Linked DNA regions of Mus musculus: region 1 is linked to region 2. Evidence: chromatin contacts called from public HiChIP or PLAC-seq data. All regions are on one chromosome and are shown on one strand. Each heading gives the region's core, a stretch centred on a gene start, on an enhancer-like site or on the middle of the called end of the contact. The rest is flanking DNA. Distances are from core to core; before and after follow the strand shown.

Region 1 (4,647 bases), core at 743-3,242, 96 kb after region 2:
TTTTTTTTTGTGTGTGTAGTTCTGTGTTCCTTGCTCCCACTGTCACATCCTTTCTCTCTAGTTTCAGTTTTATTTGATATAAGGACATGACTATTAAAAAAAAAGAGTCCAAGCATGCTGCATGGCTTGTATAAAATCTACTACAGTGATGACAGGGATGGTGGCATCCACACTTGGCTGTATTTTCAAGATGTCCTACTTTGTGGCTACCACCATTAGTTACAAATGACCTGGTTGGCTGGAGGGTCAGCCATACATTTTAAACAAAGATGGGGTAATTTAACTATTGTAGCTTGAGTAGCAGATTTGAGAATGATTGAATTAATGAGTGGATTTATTGAAGGAAAGCGGGTGTATTTTGGTCTAGAGTTCCAGTTCCAGCTCATCATGGTAGAGATCTCATGGAGCAGGAAGGGATCTGAAGGCAGCCATAATCAGGAAGTACACAAGTGTGCTTCTCGTTTGCCAGCCTGCTGTCTCCCTCCCTCCCCCTCCCTCCCTTCTCCCTCCCTCCCTCCCTCCCTCCCTCTCCCCTTCTCTGTCTCTCTCCTTCTCTCTCCCTCCCCCACTCTGGTACTTCCCAATTAAATTTTTGGAGTTTAAATTGTGTATCCTTTCAAATGCCTGGAACTTTCTCATTTGAATACATGTTAAAGAAAGAAGTTGAATGGCTAACAAACAACAAGTGAGAGGAAGAAAGAAAAAATTTGAATAATCCATAAATTTAATAATCAAATCTTGAATATATCAAGAGTGAACTATACTCAGCCTTATGACATTTTTCATGCTCTAATTATAATATTTTTGATAGGATAATAACTTCATTTTCTGTCATACTCAAATTAGCATCTGTATTCTCTAATGATGTTTATTTTAGAATAAGACTTATTTTGTAAAGGAATAATTTTACGTTTTTCCCCCACTTTAAGCCTTTTCAGTTTTCTTGTGCATCCAATGCTAATTTTTGTTAAGCGTATTTCCATAAGAAATGTAAGTTTTTGGTCATGATTGATGACTTTCAGTGCTGTTTAAGTTAAAGCCCGGTCGGCTTTGTGCTTCGCTTTGCACTTGCTGTGGACTTCAGGTAGTGATTCTGAACCAGAGGCAGTTTCACCCCAACGAGGACATTAGGCAGAGTCAGAGGACACGTTTGATTGTCAGTACTTGGAGGAAGTTTAAGAGCTCCTGGTGGAGGAGGCTAGGTTGCTGTTGATCAAGCTTTGCCCCTGCTGTGAAGACTGTCTATATAACACGCCAGTAGTGCTAAGAGGCAGTCAGTCTCATGCATGGAAGTGGTGCAGTTTGTTTAATTAAGATATATCCATTCTATTATGTGAGTGTAAGCCTTTGTGTATTATTTTTTACGTGTATTCACATATCAATTTGATGATTCACAAGGGAAAATTTAGCTTTTTGGTTTATTATGCTTAAAAACAAAACTTTGGCAACTATAATTGATTTTAGGTTATTTGTGTTGTTTGAAAAAGTATAATATTCGTAATCCAAACCTAATCAATAAGAGTCAATGTTTGCATTTTTTATGCCACTTCTTTCAAGGTTATCAGCCTCTTGTAATCAGTATCATACGTTACTTTTTACAGTATTGTCACTTAGAATGCATTCAATTTCCTGGAGAAATTAATTATCTAGAGGTCTAAATCAGTAATTAATTTGGACCTTTATTCTCGTATATTCTACTCAATCTAATCTTTAGGGATTAACTTTGAGATGCTAACTGGAATTGACTGAATCCAGTAGCTGGTGAAATAGACCCTTTCATTTCCTGCAACAAAGTGAATGGTTCCTTCTATTCTGAGTGTAACAAAGCTGTGTCAGATGAGAGCTGGTTGCATATGTGTGTAATTTCTACTACTTTAAGATGACTGTGTTTTATTTCTGTTGACCTGGTTTAATTTGAATGTGTTGTCAAGGGGAGATCTGTCATTGTTATCTTGTTGGGGTAGGAGAGACAGGAAGAGGAATGAAGATGAGAGGGTTAATAAGAGGCAGTGGGGTTTTGGGGGAAACAGGAAGAGGAGAGGCCAGGTTGGGCAAGGAGCTGGTTTCTCTTTCTTTTTCTTTTTTTAGAGTTTATTTTATGCGCAATGGTATTTTGCCTGTATGTTTGGCATGAGTGGGTGCCAGATGGCCTGGAACTGGAGTTGCGGACGTTGTGAGCTGCCATGGGTTGCTGGGAATTGAACCCAGGCCCACTTGAAGAGCAGCCGGTGCTCTGAACCACTTAGCCATCTCTGCAAGAGCCGACTTCTAAGAGAGGAATTGGAAATCATTTCAGAGCTTAGTGATTACATAAAAGCTTGGTTGTAAATTTTTCAGATTATCTTCTTAAGTAGTCATGAACGCCACCCTTAGCTGGAGGGTTAGTGACTGGTCCTGTACAAAACTCCTTACACCAGCATGCTTATCAGAAGAGCACATAGGGGCAGTAACTGCTGTTAGTGTTCAAGACCTTATCCTGCTGTGATGTGCTGAGTGGCATTTAGGACTTGGGAGTATTTGGACTTCGTATCTCTGACACCCAGGATGGAAGGTGATTCTGGATAGCTTTACTTGCCAAAGAGTTTGGGATTGATATACATGATTTTGATGTGAGTTTTGAGGCTTGGTGTAAAAGGTTGGGTGGAACTACCTCTTAGCAATGACCTTAATCTGGCAGTCAGAAATAGCCTGTGTGTTAATGAGCAAGCTGCTGGCCTATGAGATAAGATCTACTAAAATTTGTTCTTTGTAAAAGAGTATAAACAGAAATATTCCTACCCTTGACTTCCTTCTTCAGAGGTTTTTATTTTCATTTTTTCCCTTTGTAGCAGCTTTCAGAGTGTGGAACATATTAGAATCACCTAGAGAGTTTTGAAAAGTTGCTTATGCATGAACACTATTCCTAGCAACCCCAAGGTAACTGAGGCTTCGGCATTGGGTGAGAGCTACACTCTGACCTATATTTCATGCCAGGGCTTTAGTAGATCTGCATGGGCTACGGGGATCTGTGTTTCACACTTTCTAGGTAATGATGCTGATATGCTGGAAAACCCACCATGCTTTAAGAACCAAGAAGAGCCATGGTCCATGCTGGTAGAGTATATGCAGAGGCAGGAGGATTATGATTCTGAGTTCAGGCTGGGTTAGACCTTTACAAGGCTGCTGAGATGACGGCTGAGTGGGTAAAAGCTCTTGCAAGCCCGATGGCCTGAGTTCATTCCTAGAACCCACGTGAAAAGTCAGATGTGGGAGAGTGTATCGGAATTCACACTGCTATGTGGAGATGGGAATTGGAGACAGACTTGCCTGGAAGGTACTTCACTGCAGAGCCGGCAGGATACTCTGCAGCCAGCAGGACACTCTGCAGTCCGAGCAAGAGAGTAAGGCAAGAGCCGACTCTCAAAAGTTCTCTCGTGGCTTCCACACATGCTGTGTGGTACAATAAACAGACAGATAAGCAAACAAACAAACATTTAAAAGGAATCAGGAGGGTTGTTCCTAGGAAGTTGCTTGCATCCTGCAGGTGTGACTCAGTGGTAAAGAGCTCGTTTGCCCAGCATGGGAGACCCTTGGCCTGATCCCTGGCATTGCACAGATAAGTCCTAAGAAATATTCATCTGTATCCACTTGCTACCAAGCCTGATGACTTGAATTCAATCCCTTGAACCCACGTGGTGGAAGGGGACCTAACTCCCAAGAGCTGTCCTGTGATTTTCACATTCAGTCCATGGTGCCTTTCTCCCCCAAATGCATAAATAAATATAAAATAAAAACAAAAAACAAAAAGCAAAACCCCTTGGTACATTTACAACTATAATTAGGATTTTGAACTCTTGAAAAGAATCTGTTATGCTTTTTTATTCTTCCTAAAGCTCCATTCTCTGAGAATCCTCCAGATTTCAGATTCTCTGTTTAATAAAGCCTTTTTAGATATCTTAATGGAAATAGGCCAAGTACTACAAATCCCTGTACAACAGTGGTTTGAAAGCATTTTCAGCTTGGAAGCTTTCTTATTTGAGATGGGAGGAATATTGTCTTTTCCTTTATACTAAATATGCTGGAAGACACAGAACTGTGCATGTACTGAGACTCTAGAAAAAAATGAGGATGAACCAGGGAGATGCCTCAGTGCTAGGAGCACTGGTCGCTCTTACAGAGGATTGGTGACTCAGTTCCTAGCACTCACATTGAGGCTAACCATCTATAATTCCAGAGCCAGGGGATTCAGTGCCATTTTCTGGCTTCTAGACACTGGATGCTCGTGATGCACAGACATACATGAAATAAAAATAAACAAGGTAAAAGTAACCAAGAGCAGAAGATACAGTTTGCTTATGAGCTAGCCTAATGTGAGAGGGACAGACAAGTTACTTGCATGGGAAAGGGCAGTAGGAGGAGGAATGAGGACATCAAAGGGTAGTTTGGAGAGAGCTACTGGATTTAGGAAATGGGCTGAAGTCTGAGCTATTAAATTTTTTAATTTAGATCTCTTGAGACTCTGGATCTATTTTCTTTTCAGGAGAAGAATTAGATAAAATGCAGGAAAAGTCATTTCTCATGAACCACCTCCCCAGCTCAGGAAGTGATAGTTTTATGATTATAGATCCTGGGAAATGTCTGTAGCTGGTGTTGGCTTCTTGCTGCTAT
Region 2 (4,795 bases), core at 1,222-3,721:
TTAATATTTATCTTACATCGAGCACTCTTCAACTTTAACACGAGGAATTAATTTTAAGGCTGGGAAGATGGCTCAGCAAATAAAGGCACTAGCTTCAAAATCTCCCTGACTGGAGCTCAGTACTCAGAGCCTGTGTTAAAAACCAGATGCACCCATGCATAACTGTAATCCCAGCACTGTCATGGCAAGACGGGGGTAGGGGGAAATTGCAGGGACAGGAAAATTGCACTTGGTCACCTGGTAGTTCATGGATCAACCAGCCTAGAGTACACAGCAGACAGCAGAAACATTAAGAGAGAGCCTTCTCCACACGGTGGAAGGCAAGAACTCCTGATTGATGGTCTCTGACTTCCACCCATGCTGGTATCTGGCACATCTGCGTCTTTTAATCAGGGTAGAACAAACCCTTGTATCTACCTTCTCGGCTGCAAGTAACATGGCTACATTTCAGTCACTTATGAAAAGGGGAGAAACCTGTGAACCAATCTGCTGTGCCCAGAGGCATCACTCTGCAGCTTTTGAGCTGGGTATTCATTCTTTCTTCCACAGTATCGTTTCCATTTTATTTCTACTTATATATTTTATGTTAATATGTGTTTATCTCTGTACGTATACACCATGTCTGTGTAGGAATCAGTGGGGTCACATAGTGGGTGTGGAATCCCTGGGAGCTGGAGTTAATGACAGTTGTAAGAGGTCAGAAATGGTTGCAGGAAACCAGACCCTTGTCTTCTGGAGAGCTGGAAATGCACTTAACCGTTAAGCTATTTCTCCAGCCCCCATCAATCCTTTATAAGGTGTTTCCTGGATTGAGGATATAGCTCAGTAAAGCACTTGTGTAACATGAAATATGCAGGATGACACTGGCCTATGATCCCAGCACTTGAGAGGTGGAGGCAGGAGGACAGAAGTTCAAGGCCATCCTTGAAACACCAGGCCAGCTGGTGGTGGCTGCTCACTCCTATAATTCCTGCACTTGGGAAGCTGAGAACAAAAGGCTGCCATGAGTTTGAAGGCAGCCTGTGCTACAGAGTGAAACCCTGTATGGGAAAAAAAAAAAAAAAAAAAAAAGGATTTCTTGTCTTCTTTATTTTTTTCTAACTAATCAACTCTAGAATCACTATGTCAAGCTTCAAGAGATATCCCATTTGGCTTTTGATTGGAGTTGCATTAAACATATAAATTAATTTGAGAAGAACTGGCTCTTTTATAAAGTCATTATTATCCAGGATCTTGGTAGGATCCTCATTCATTCAGGACTTCTTTTATGATCTTCAGTAAAAAAGTAGTTTTATTTATACCGTTCCTGTCCATTTCTTGTTATGGTTAATCAGAGATATTTTATGTCATTCATTTCAAAATCAATTACAATCTGACTTCTACCTATTAATCTTAATTCTTTTGTTACTAAAATGTGGTGTGGAGAGAAAGGAGAGGCAGGAATTATTGCAAGGACACTGAAGCTCAGAAGAGAAATGAATGATTGGTAAAAGAGGCTGGGCTGTTGCCTGGCTGAGGCTGGGATCCATGAGCTGAAACAAAGCCACACTCTTCTAACCCACACTCATCTCTGTCCTTTCTCAAACTCTGCTCTTTGTTGCTGATCTCTTATGCTTGCATAGATCTGTCTTCTGACTTTATTCTGATATTTCAATTATCTGGAAGTATAGGGGATGCTTTTCTGGTGCATTAGCTGGGGCTCTCTAGAGTAGCAGAACTAATAGAATAAATCTCTTTATATATACATATATAAACATATATATGTTGTGTATGTATGTATATAGAAAGATTTACTAGAATCACTTACAGGCTACAGTACAACTAACCCAATAATAGGAGTTGAATATGAACAGAAAGACTAAGAATCCAGAAGTTGCTCAGTCCACAAAACTGAATGCCTTAACAAGTCTTCAGCAGTTGATGTAATTCTAAAGAAATAGGCTCCAATACCAAGGAAGGAATGGACTTGTTAGCAGGGTGACAGCAAGCAGGCAAAGAGCAGAAGCTTCCTTCTTCCATATTCTTATATAGGCTTCCAGCAGAATGTTTGGCCCAGATTTAAAGTGTGTCTTCTCTCCTCAAGAACTGCATTAAAGGTGAGTGTTTTTCTATGTCAAAGGTCTGGATTAGAAGTGGATTCACCCACCTCCAACCAAGAAAAAAAAAAAAACAAACAAAAACAAAAACCTCTCACAGGTGTGAACTCCATTTCTGGATTGTAGTTCATTTCAGATGTGGCCATGTTTACCCAAGAACAGCTGTCACATCTGGATTCCTTGGAGCCCTAATAGAACAATGGGCTTTGCTGGGATATGCCCATAGACATTGAGACTGTGTCTAACACAAGTTATGTTCTTGTGCCTGTGAACAGGGAAGCAAGTAGTATGAAAGTGGGGACCTCTGGAAGGTGGGGCAGGAGGCAGGCACTGAAGATTACTATCACTCTGAGAGGTCTGCTGTGGCTGTCTTGCTGTTTCTTTTCATGTGCTTTACTCTTAGAAACCTTTGATGCAATTGAAAAACATCTCAAGTTCTCTCCTCTCCTGTTTCAATTTCACATTCTGTTTTACTTTGGTTTTGTTGAGAAGAGGGAAGGACTCACTGTGTGGCTTTGCATTTCTGATCTTCCTGCCTTTGCATCCCAATGGCTGGAATTAAGGGTTGTTGGTGTCCAGTACCATGGCTAACATTTTTATTTGTTTGTTTGTTTTCATTTAAAATCTCAAACCTTTCTTCTCCTACCTATCCTTATTTGTTTTGAGTAGGCTTTTATCTTTGGCTTCTTTCTCTTCTTCTAAGTCTTCATAACCATTTTATTCTGTGGCTTACTTTTTTATGGAAACTTCTTAAGATCTATTTCATTTTTTAAAGATATGGTTGCATGCATGTGTTTTGGTTTGCTTTCTACTGTTGTGATAAAACAATATGTCTAAGATCAACTTGAGGAGGGGGCGGTTCTTTGTGATAGACTGTGGTCTCAGTCAGTATATCATAGAGAGAAGCCAACCAAGGAACTCAAGCAAGACAGGAACCTGGAAGCAGGAATTGAAGCAGAAGCCACAGATGAATGCTGCTTATAGACTTGCTCCCTTTGGCTTTCTCTGTTTGCTTTTTATATACCCCAGGTCCACCTACCCAGAGATGACATGTCCCACAGTGGGCAGAGACCTCCCACATCAACCATCATCCAATGAAATGACCACAGACCAATCTGAAGAAGGGAGTTCCTCTTCCCAGATGATTCCAGCTCTTCAAATTGACAAAAGCAAAACAAAACAAAACAGAACAAAAACTAACAAGAGTGAATGTCTGTGCACATGACTGTATGTCCTAGAGGAAACCAGTTACATATGGTTAGGATCCTGCCTGCTAAACATGAACTCAGGTCTCTCTGCAAGAGCAAATGTATGCTTTTTAAACATTGAGTCATCTCTCCGGTATTCTGTGGTTTTAATTATCAACTGCTTGAAGTTGATTCTCAAATCCATTGCTGCAGGCCACCTCGCATTCCTTCTTTAGATCCATCCTCTCGTCACTAGAATCTAGTGAGACTTCAACTTGCTGTGACTACAGTTAGAGTAGTGACTTAAATTGTCTTTTTGTCATAGTATACACTGAACATGAGTGTTTTAGAAACATTAATTCTTCCATTTTTGACCTGTATTCAAATAGGAGCATCTTGCTGTTATTTAAATTTTATCTCCAGTAAACAAAAAGCTAGACATTGCATAATAATTAGAATAACATGCTAGAAAGTGACAATTTACAGATTTTTGTTCTTTGCTGCTGAGCCTTTTTTAAAAAGACTGTCTAACTAACTCTCTGGGTAGCCCAGGATCTACCACCCAGATTACAGGTGTGTGCCACTGAATAAAGCACAGCTGAGTCTTTTTATAGCTAACATTCCTAATTGATGATTATGATGAAGACCCAATTAACACATGGTAAATCATTTCACAGTCCATGAACAATTAAGGTAAGCACAAAAAAAATATGTGCTGTTCTTGTATAATTTTGCACATATATTCTATAGCTGTGATATGAACATTACGTTTGATTACTAACAAATTGCAACATATAAGGTGTCACCTCTTTCTAGGAGATTCTAATGAATTAAGTGATTTAATTTAATGCGGCATACAAACAGCAGTCTCGTATATAAAATATATCTACTTCAACTCCAAAGCCAATATCACACTGTGATGGGAGCTGTTAGAGATATCCTGTTAATATCAGGAAAGGTGCCCCAGCGGTGGCACCGGATGCCTTTAATCTCAGCATTTGGGAGGCAGAAGCAGGAAGATCTTTGAGTTCAAGACCAGCCTGATCTACAGAGAGAATTCCAGGACAGCTAGGGATACACAGAGAAACTCTGTCTTGAAAAACAAAACAAAACAAAACAATGAGGAGAGGTGTAAAAATATCTACTATCTTTCTTACTCAACACTGTACTGGGTGAGGCATCAATCTCACCTAGAAACGAGAAGAAATGCTAAGTGTTACAATCATAAAGTGCCAAGTGCAGGAAGCATAACTGCTGTCCTAATGCCTAGGCTGCAGCTAGAGGCTCAGGAATTTGATGCTAACCTGGGCTACACTATGAGATCATGTCTTTAAAAAAAGATAGAGCTAGGTGTAGTGGTGAAATCCTTTCAGGAAGATTTCTGTTCGTTCAAGGCCAGCCGGGGCTACAAAGTGAGGCCATCTCAAGACAAACATAAAAGAAGCATTTAAAATTGGAGATAAGATTAATTTTATTAAAATGCTGATCAGATTATTGGTAAACATGGGGGAG

What was found. HiChIP or PLAC-seq counts read pairs in DNA pulled down with a chosen protein or histone mark.
Region 1: a contact with region 2 is called in a BATF HiChIP or PLAC-seq map of CD8 T cells, with 6 read pairs. The contact joins two enhancer-like sites. A contact is called at or near these places in 2 of 39 promoter capture datasets (the 3T3-L1 cell line and 3T3-L1-derived adipocytes), 2 of 15 datasets of contacts at CTCF or cohesin (CD8 T cells and the NIH/3T3 cell line), 4 of 484 Hi-C or Micro-C datasets (CD8 T cells, double positive thymocytes, nephron progenitors and 1 more) and 1 of 115 datasets of contacts at active chromatin or transcription factors (CD8 T cells).

The regions. Positions count from the first base shown.
Region 1 is chr4:88,165,194-88,169,840 of GRCm38.p6, forward strand. All of the region lies in intron 5 of Focad (focadhesin), which reads left to right. Among named protein-coding and RNA genes, the nearest start is that of Mir491, 45 kb to the left of the region's middle. Within about 2 kb of position 1,993, at least 62 of the 459 cell types and tissues checked have an H3K27ac peak or open chromatin away from gene starts, as enhancers often do. A contact at or near this core is called in CD8 T cells, where this site is marked.
Region 2 is chr4:88,068,625-88,073,419 of GRCm38.p6, forward strand. No RefSeq gene overlaps it. Among named protein-coding and RNA genes, the nearest start is that of Focad, 24 kb to the right of the region's middle. Within about 2 kb of position 2,472, at least 12 of the 459 cell types and tissues checked have an H3K27ac peak or open chromatin away from gene starts, as enhancers often do. A contact at or near this core is called in CD8 T cells, where this site is marked.